2 separate regions of the Mus musculus genome follow, and region 2 is linked to region 1. The links are chromatin contacts, called in public Hi-C maps. All regions are on one chromosome and are shown on one strand. Each heading gives the region's core, a stretch centred on a gene start, on an enhancer-like site or on the middle of the called end of the contact. The rest is flanking DNA. Distances are from core to core; before and after follow the strand shown.

Region 1 (2,700 bases), core at 102-2,601:
ACACACACAACATCTCAGAAAACAGACGCAGAGGCTCAGCTAGAAGGTGATGGAGGCTTCTAGAGTCCCAGTCATCACCCTACAAGACCCTTCGCAACAAAGTTTCATGAACTTGGCCTCCAGCGGCACATCCGAGATGCAGATTCCATGATGGAAGAGCTTTACTCTGTTTCCCTGGAGACTCTGGCTCAAAAGTTGCCAAATGAATGTTGATTTACAAGCGAGTAAGTGAGTAAGCTGTCCAGGATACACACCAAGAAGGGTTGCCTTGACAAAACTGCCTGTTAGGCTGTTAGATCCTGGTGTTGGAGGTTGGAAGAGCAGGGCTTCTGGCCTTGATGCCAGACAGTTGATGGAGCCCTCAGTGCCCAGACTGAGGCTCAAAGGCTGTGCTTCCTAATGCACCCCAGAGTTCCTTAGCTTTGTACAACAGCTGGCCAAAAGGCAGTTTCTTTAAAAAACTAAGTCAATCCAATGTAGGGTCCACATGGCCACTGAGTTGATGTTGTTGAGAGAGCTGGACTGTGGATATCCAGCCCTTCAAGCAGATGTTCTGGTTGGACCTCTTAATACTTCTTAATGCAGGGAAGACAGGTCAGGCCAAGGCAGCCCTGTGCCCTGCAGGCTGGCCCCCTGAGCACTGAGAAGATTCAGAAATGCTGCCATCTTGTGGCACCTCCAGGCCAGAGCAAGGTGGTCCCCAGCTCCATCCTTTAGCAAATCAAGCCCAGGTCTCTCTCTCTCTCTCTCTCTCTCTCTCTCTCTCTCTCTCTCTCTCTCTCTCTCTCTCTCTCTGTTCCTCTCCCATCTTTCCCCAGCTGGACATCAGCAGAGGAAAATTTGTGTGAACACAGTTTTGAATCTTTTACATTTATTTCCTGAAAAGAACACAAGAAAACCCTCTTTTAATTCTTAGGACTCTTCTGACAGCATGCTCTGTCAAAGTCTGCCAAGGAGAGGCTCTCACATCTAGGGCAACATCTTGGACCCAGCTCAGGAAAAAAGCAACAGAACCCAAACATGCCTACAGATCAGCCTGTCCTGATGAGGACTTGAGGCTCTAAGAATTCCAGATTGGACATGAGAATTCCTCTCAGCCTCTGAAAGCTTTGATCACAAACTGGATAATACCACACTAAAATATTGATCTGAAATGATTGTACCTGTTGGTTAGGGAGTCCAGATTGTGGTCCCTTGGGTTTCTAGATGGAGCTGGCACTTGATATGCCCAAGGAGACTGCATTGTGACAACATAACATTCGGATGCTTGTTCATCCTCAGCCTCTGGGTGTCTGCAGCATTCTAAATAAACAAAGTCCAGACAGGCGATCTGTCAGTGTGACTCAGGGCTGCAGGGTTGCACACTCGCAATCACAGAGCCATGAATGAGCAGGTCTGCCCACCCACTCCTGCTCTGCCCGCCCATGGAGGCTGCCTTGGGTAAAACCATCAAGGTGTGGAAATTGAACTTGGTACACACAGTCTCAACCCCCACCCCCACTCCCCAGCTCTCCTAGAAGTTATAGATCCACAGGGACCAGGTCTCTAAAGGAAGGGGTTGGGAAACAGGATGATAAATTATGACAGAAACAGAAAACTGGAAAGCCGGACGTGATTGTGTCATCTGTAATCCCAGCATGAATGCTGCTGAAGCAAGAGGACTGGCGCCAGTCCGAGGCCAGCCTGGGCTACAGACTGAGACTGCTTCCAAAAGAGAATGGGAAATGCTGTGAATATTACTGGAGGGAAAGAATAGGAAGGAGGGAGAAAAAGAAAAGGAAAAAGAAACCCAGATTGGACCCTGTGAGGGCCTTCTGCGCACTGAACTGAAAATATGAGCATTTGAGCTTAGGGGCAAGGGACAATTCATCCAAACGCTTGCTAGTCTACCCAGCGAAATAATCAGATTGAACCTGACAACCACAGTTATGTAACACAAAAGAGAGCCTGGGACTAAGAAAAATGGGGTATCAAACTGCTTACTTAGTTTCCCCCGGGGGTCAACAGCAGGGTCCAAGAACTCTACTTCTTTAGGCATGAAGCAGATGCTAGATACAAAAATTAGAGACCTCTCCTGAAACATTGCCCCAGGCCTGCTGGGCCCATAGCTCAAAAAGGGAGAAACTCAAAAGGGTGCCCGGTCCCGAGTGTCAGAGCGGGGTCCACAGCGCACATGTAGCTGGTCCGGGGCTTCCTGTGGTTAGCTCTGGAGTTTATATAGGCTGTCTGTTTCTCCCATCCCCATATCCCCAGGAAGAACACTACATCTTCCAGGAAAGCCGGCTGTGGGTTACGGAACATCCTTCCGGAAGATAGAATGAAGCAGCTAGTACTAGAGGACAGGAGTAAAGAGAATGAACACCCTCCTCCAGACACAGCTCCTCCCACTCCGGTTGTGGTTAGATTGACCAATGACTTTGCGCAGAAATGACCCATGTGCCTTTCACATCTGAAGCTAGACATCCGAAATTCTTTCCTCGGCTGTTTGAAATTCGGACTATTTGATATGATGGTAGCTCCATCAGTCTACTTGGCTCCATGATTCCCGCTACCAATATGGGATGGACTTGGAGTATGTCCACAAATAAAAACCGAGAAAAAGCGTTATGTTTCTTAGGGTGTGTTCCCGCACTGGGAAGCTGTTGTTTCGTTAGCACGACTTAGTCTGTCTTGGCTGGTACAATGGACTTGGTTCAGATA
Region 2 (2,700 bases), core at 108-2,607, 120 kb before region 1:
TTAAATAGTGTCCTATTATGTGACCGGATTGTGCATTTCCAGGAAAGACAAAGTAATTGAATTAGCTTTGAAATGTCAGCCCTGCGGCAGATACTGTTGTGGGCTGAGATGGAGCAATTTTTTTTTTTTTTTTTTTATGGCTGCTGGCAACCTCGTGGTTAACTCTAACAGTTATGTGCGGCATTTGGCATAAACGAATGCTCATCTGCCTAAAGAAATGAAGCCCTTAACTCACTGCCTTTCTGGACTCGAACTTCCCGGTTTTCTCCGATAGTTGGTTGTGAATTTTGAGAGTGTGGACTCAACTTTCTCTCAGTAGATGAAACCCTCACAGAAAGAATTGTCACCCACTATATAGGGTGTGGCTACCAACCTCCACTGCACTGTGTCTGGTTGTTTTGACTGTTGATTCACCTCATCATAAACAGCTAAGTGCTTACTATCGCCCAGGCATCCTTCTGAGCCTTAGGAAAGAGCAGAGAGGAGTCGAGTGTGATTTGTGATTACAGAGCTCTGGCTTTGGAGTGTCCAGCCAGAGGGAACAGGTGCAAGCACCCTGAAGAGGAAAGAGCTTGGTTTGGTGGCAATCCAGGGGAGGAGTGTGCAGCTGAGGCAGACTTGTCCTGGATGCTAAGGCCAGGAGAGGCAGGCAGCACCAAGTGACACTAGGTGGTGGCGTTTCATTCTAAACACAACAACAAAGAGGATATCGGGAGACTTCTAAGCAGGAAAAGGAAATGACTTGTATGGTTTTCTAAGGATCACTCTGGCTACCTAACAGGAAACAAAGTCTAGGGAGGCAGGAATGGACAAGACAGGAAAAGTATTGCAGAGTTCCAGGTGGAAAGTGGTGGTGATGTGGGTCAGAATGGCAGCAGTGAGACAGGAGGAGAGGCGATGTGGTGTGGGTGGTGGATGGACGGGGCGAAAGAAGATCTGAAGGTGACTTGCATTTTCCTCAAGCAAACGTGTGGATGGCGCTGCCAAGGCAGAGGTACAGGTGGCCATATGAAAATCTCCTTCCTGGATCATGTCTTCTGTGTCATTGACTTCATTCAATATGTTTCCTGGCCTGATGGTACGTGATTTTTATTTTATTTTATTTTATTTTATTTTATTTTATTTTATTTTTTGGCTCCTTGACTCATTAACATAGGAAAATATTTACTTCCTTCTGTAGATTCAAAGAACACCAAGGCACAGCAAAAGAGCATCCACTGAATATAATCAGGAGTTACCTACTTGAGCTATAACCTTTGCAGTGCTCTTCCTTTCTGGGAATCTCTGGCAGTGCCATCATTGATGGAAGGCAGTCTTGAGTGAGCCAGTGTTAAGTGACAGGTGTGGCTCTACGTGGCTCCGGTGAACGATGTCATCCAGTCTTCGTATAACCTGAGAAGTGAAATGGATTTCTTAACTCAACTCTTAGATAAAGAAACCAAGACTCACAGAGATAAAAGTCGCCTCTCAAGGTCATATGTATATAAGGGAAAGGTCAAAGGTTGAATTGAAACATGGGTCCCTTTGACCCCTGTGCTGTGCTGTCCTTTCAAATTTCACACTGAGCATTGTTTAGGGCTGGGACAGATGTTGGCACACAGCTGGGTGAAACACCTGCTTTGGTGATGCAGGTGCATCTGAGCCATAGGAACAATGATGGTGTTGGTGATCATCAGCTCCTATGAAGAGGACACACTAAGCAAAACAACACTGATGGTGCTGATGGTCATCAGCCTCTATGAAGACAACACACACACTGTGAGAGCTTCATGGCTGAGGACAGCCACAGGCCGCTGGGAATGCCTCTTGTTGGATGTGGAAGAGAATATGGAAATGTTTGGAGACATCTTTGCTCAGGACAGTAAATGACATTCACCTGCGTTTCAGAGGGAGGGGCGGCAGGAACACTAAAGACCCTGGCATACTTAGATGAACTTTCTGTCCCAAATGTTAGGAGTAGCATCGAGACGTTGGACCATCTGGTCAGTTTCTAAACTCTAGCCCATGACTAAGAAGCCTTTCTATCATGGAAGAGACCAGAGCATATTGATGGTAGTTGACTGTGCTAATGAGGTTTTGACTTAGAGTTTGGATTGAAAATTGAAGCTAGGCCTTCCATGATGCATGAAAGCCAAGGCAAATTGAGCTCATTCTGGAGGTCTGCTGGAGCTGAGGGGTTTCCTCCCTTCTCTTCTCCCATCATTTAAAAGAATTTGCCCTGTAAGATGAGTACTTAACTGGGAAGCTACAAGCTGGTATAGCCGGTATTGAAATACACTCGGGAGCCCTTAACAAAGAATATCTGATTACAGACAGAAACTTGAGTCTGTTTGTTTTCTGTTCATTTAATTTGATGTTTTTAATGATGCTGCAGGTTATTTGAAATACTCTATTTCAATGTACCCTTTATTTGTTGCACTCGCATCCTGAGGCGTAGAGGGTGAGGTACTTAGAAACCTCAAACAATACATTTCTGCTGGAAACAAGAAAGACAGTGCATCAGGGATGCTCTAGAATCTTAAGAAATAATTAGCCTGAATTTGAGTTCAGAGATAATTATAACAGATCTGTCCCATTCACCAAAACTAAACTTAAAAGAATATGAAAGATCAGTTAGAAACAATGACACTGTGAATGAGATAAATAGACATTGGGAGTTGGCTCCAAACATTGGAAAGGAGTAAGCTAACGTATAGTAGT

The links. A called contact is a pair of places that touch in the nucleus more often than the background predicts.
Region 2: a Hi-C map of the N1E-115 cell line shows a contact between it and region 1, with 6 times the contacts expected there. The contact joins two enhancer-like sites. A contact is called at or near these places in 8 of 484 Hi-C or Micro-C datasets (the N1E-115 cell line, embryonic stem cells and liver), 1 of 115 datasets of contacts at active chromatin or transcription factors (embryonic stem cells) and 1 of 9 other capture datasets (embryonic stem cells).

What each region holds. Positions count from the first base shown.
Region 1 is chr19:56,201,305-56,204,004 of GRCm38.p6, forward strand. No RefSeq gene overlaps it. Among named protein-coding and RNA genes, the nearest start is that of Gm32028, 25 kb to the left of the region's middle. Within about 2 kb of position 1,352, at least 28 of the 459 cell types and tissues checked have an H3K27ac peak or open chromatin away from gene starts, as enhancers often do. A contact at or near this core is called in the N1E-115 cell line, where this site is marked.
Region 2 is chr19:56,080,159-56,082,858 of GRCm38.p6, forward strand. Gm4470 (a long non-coding RNA gene) reads left to right here. Exons shown (of 3, transcript XR_386811.3): 2 at 964-1,078; 3 at 1,181-1,257. Gm52387 (a long non-coding RNA gene) reads right to left here. Exons shown (of 3, transcript XR_003952892.1): 3 at 1,318-1,392. Among named protein-coding and RNA genes, the nearest start is that of Gm4470, 3.5 kb to the left of the region's middle. Within about 2 kb of position 1,358, at least 1 of the 459 cell types and tissues checked has an H3K27ac peak or open chromatin away from gene starts, as enhancers often do. A contact at or near this core is called in the N1E-115 cell line, where this site is marked.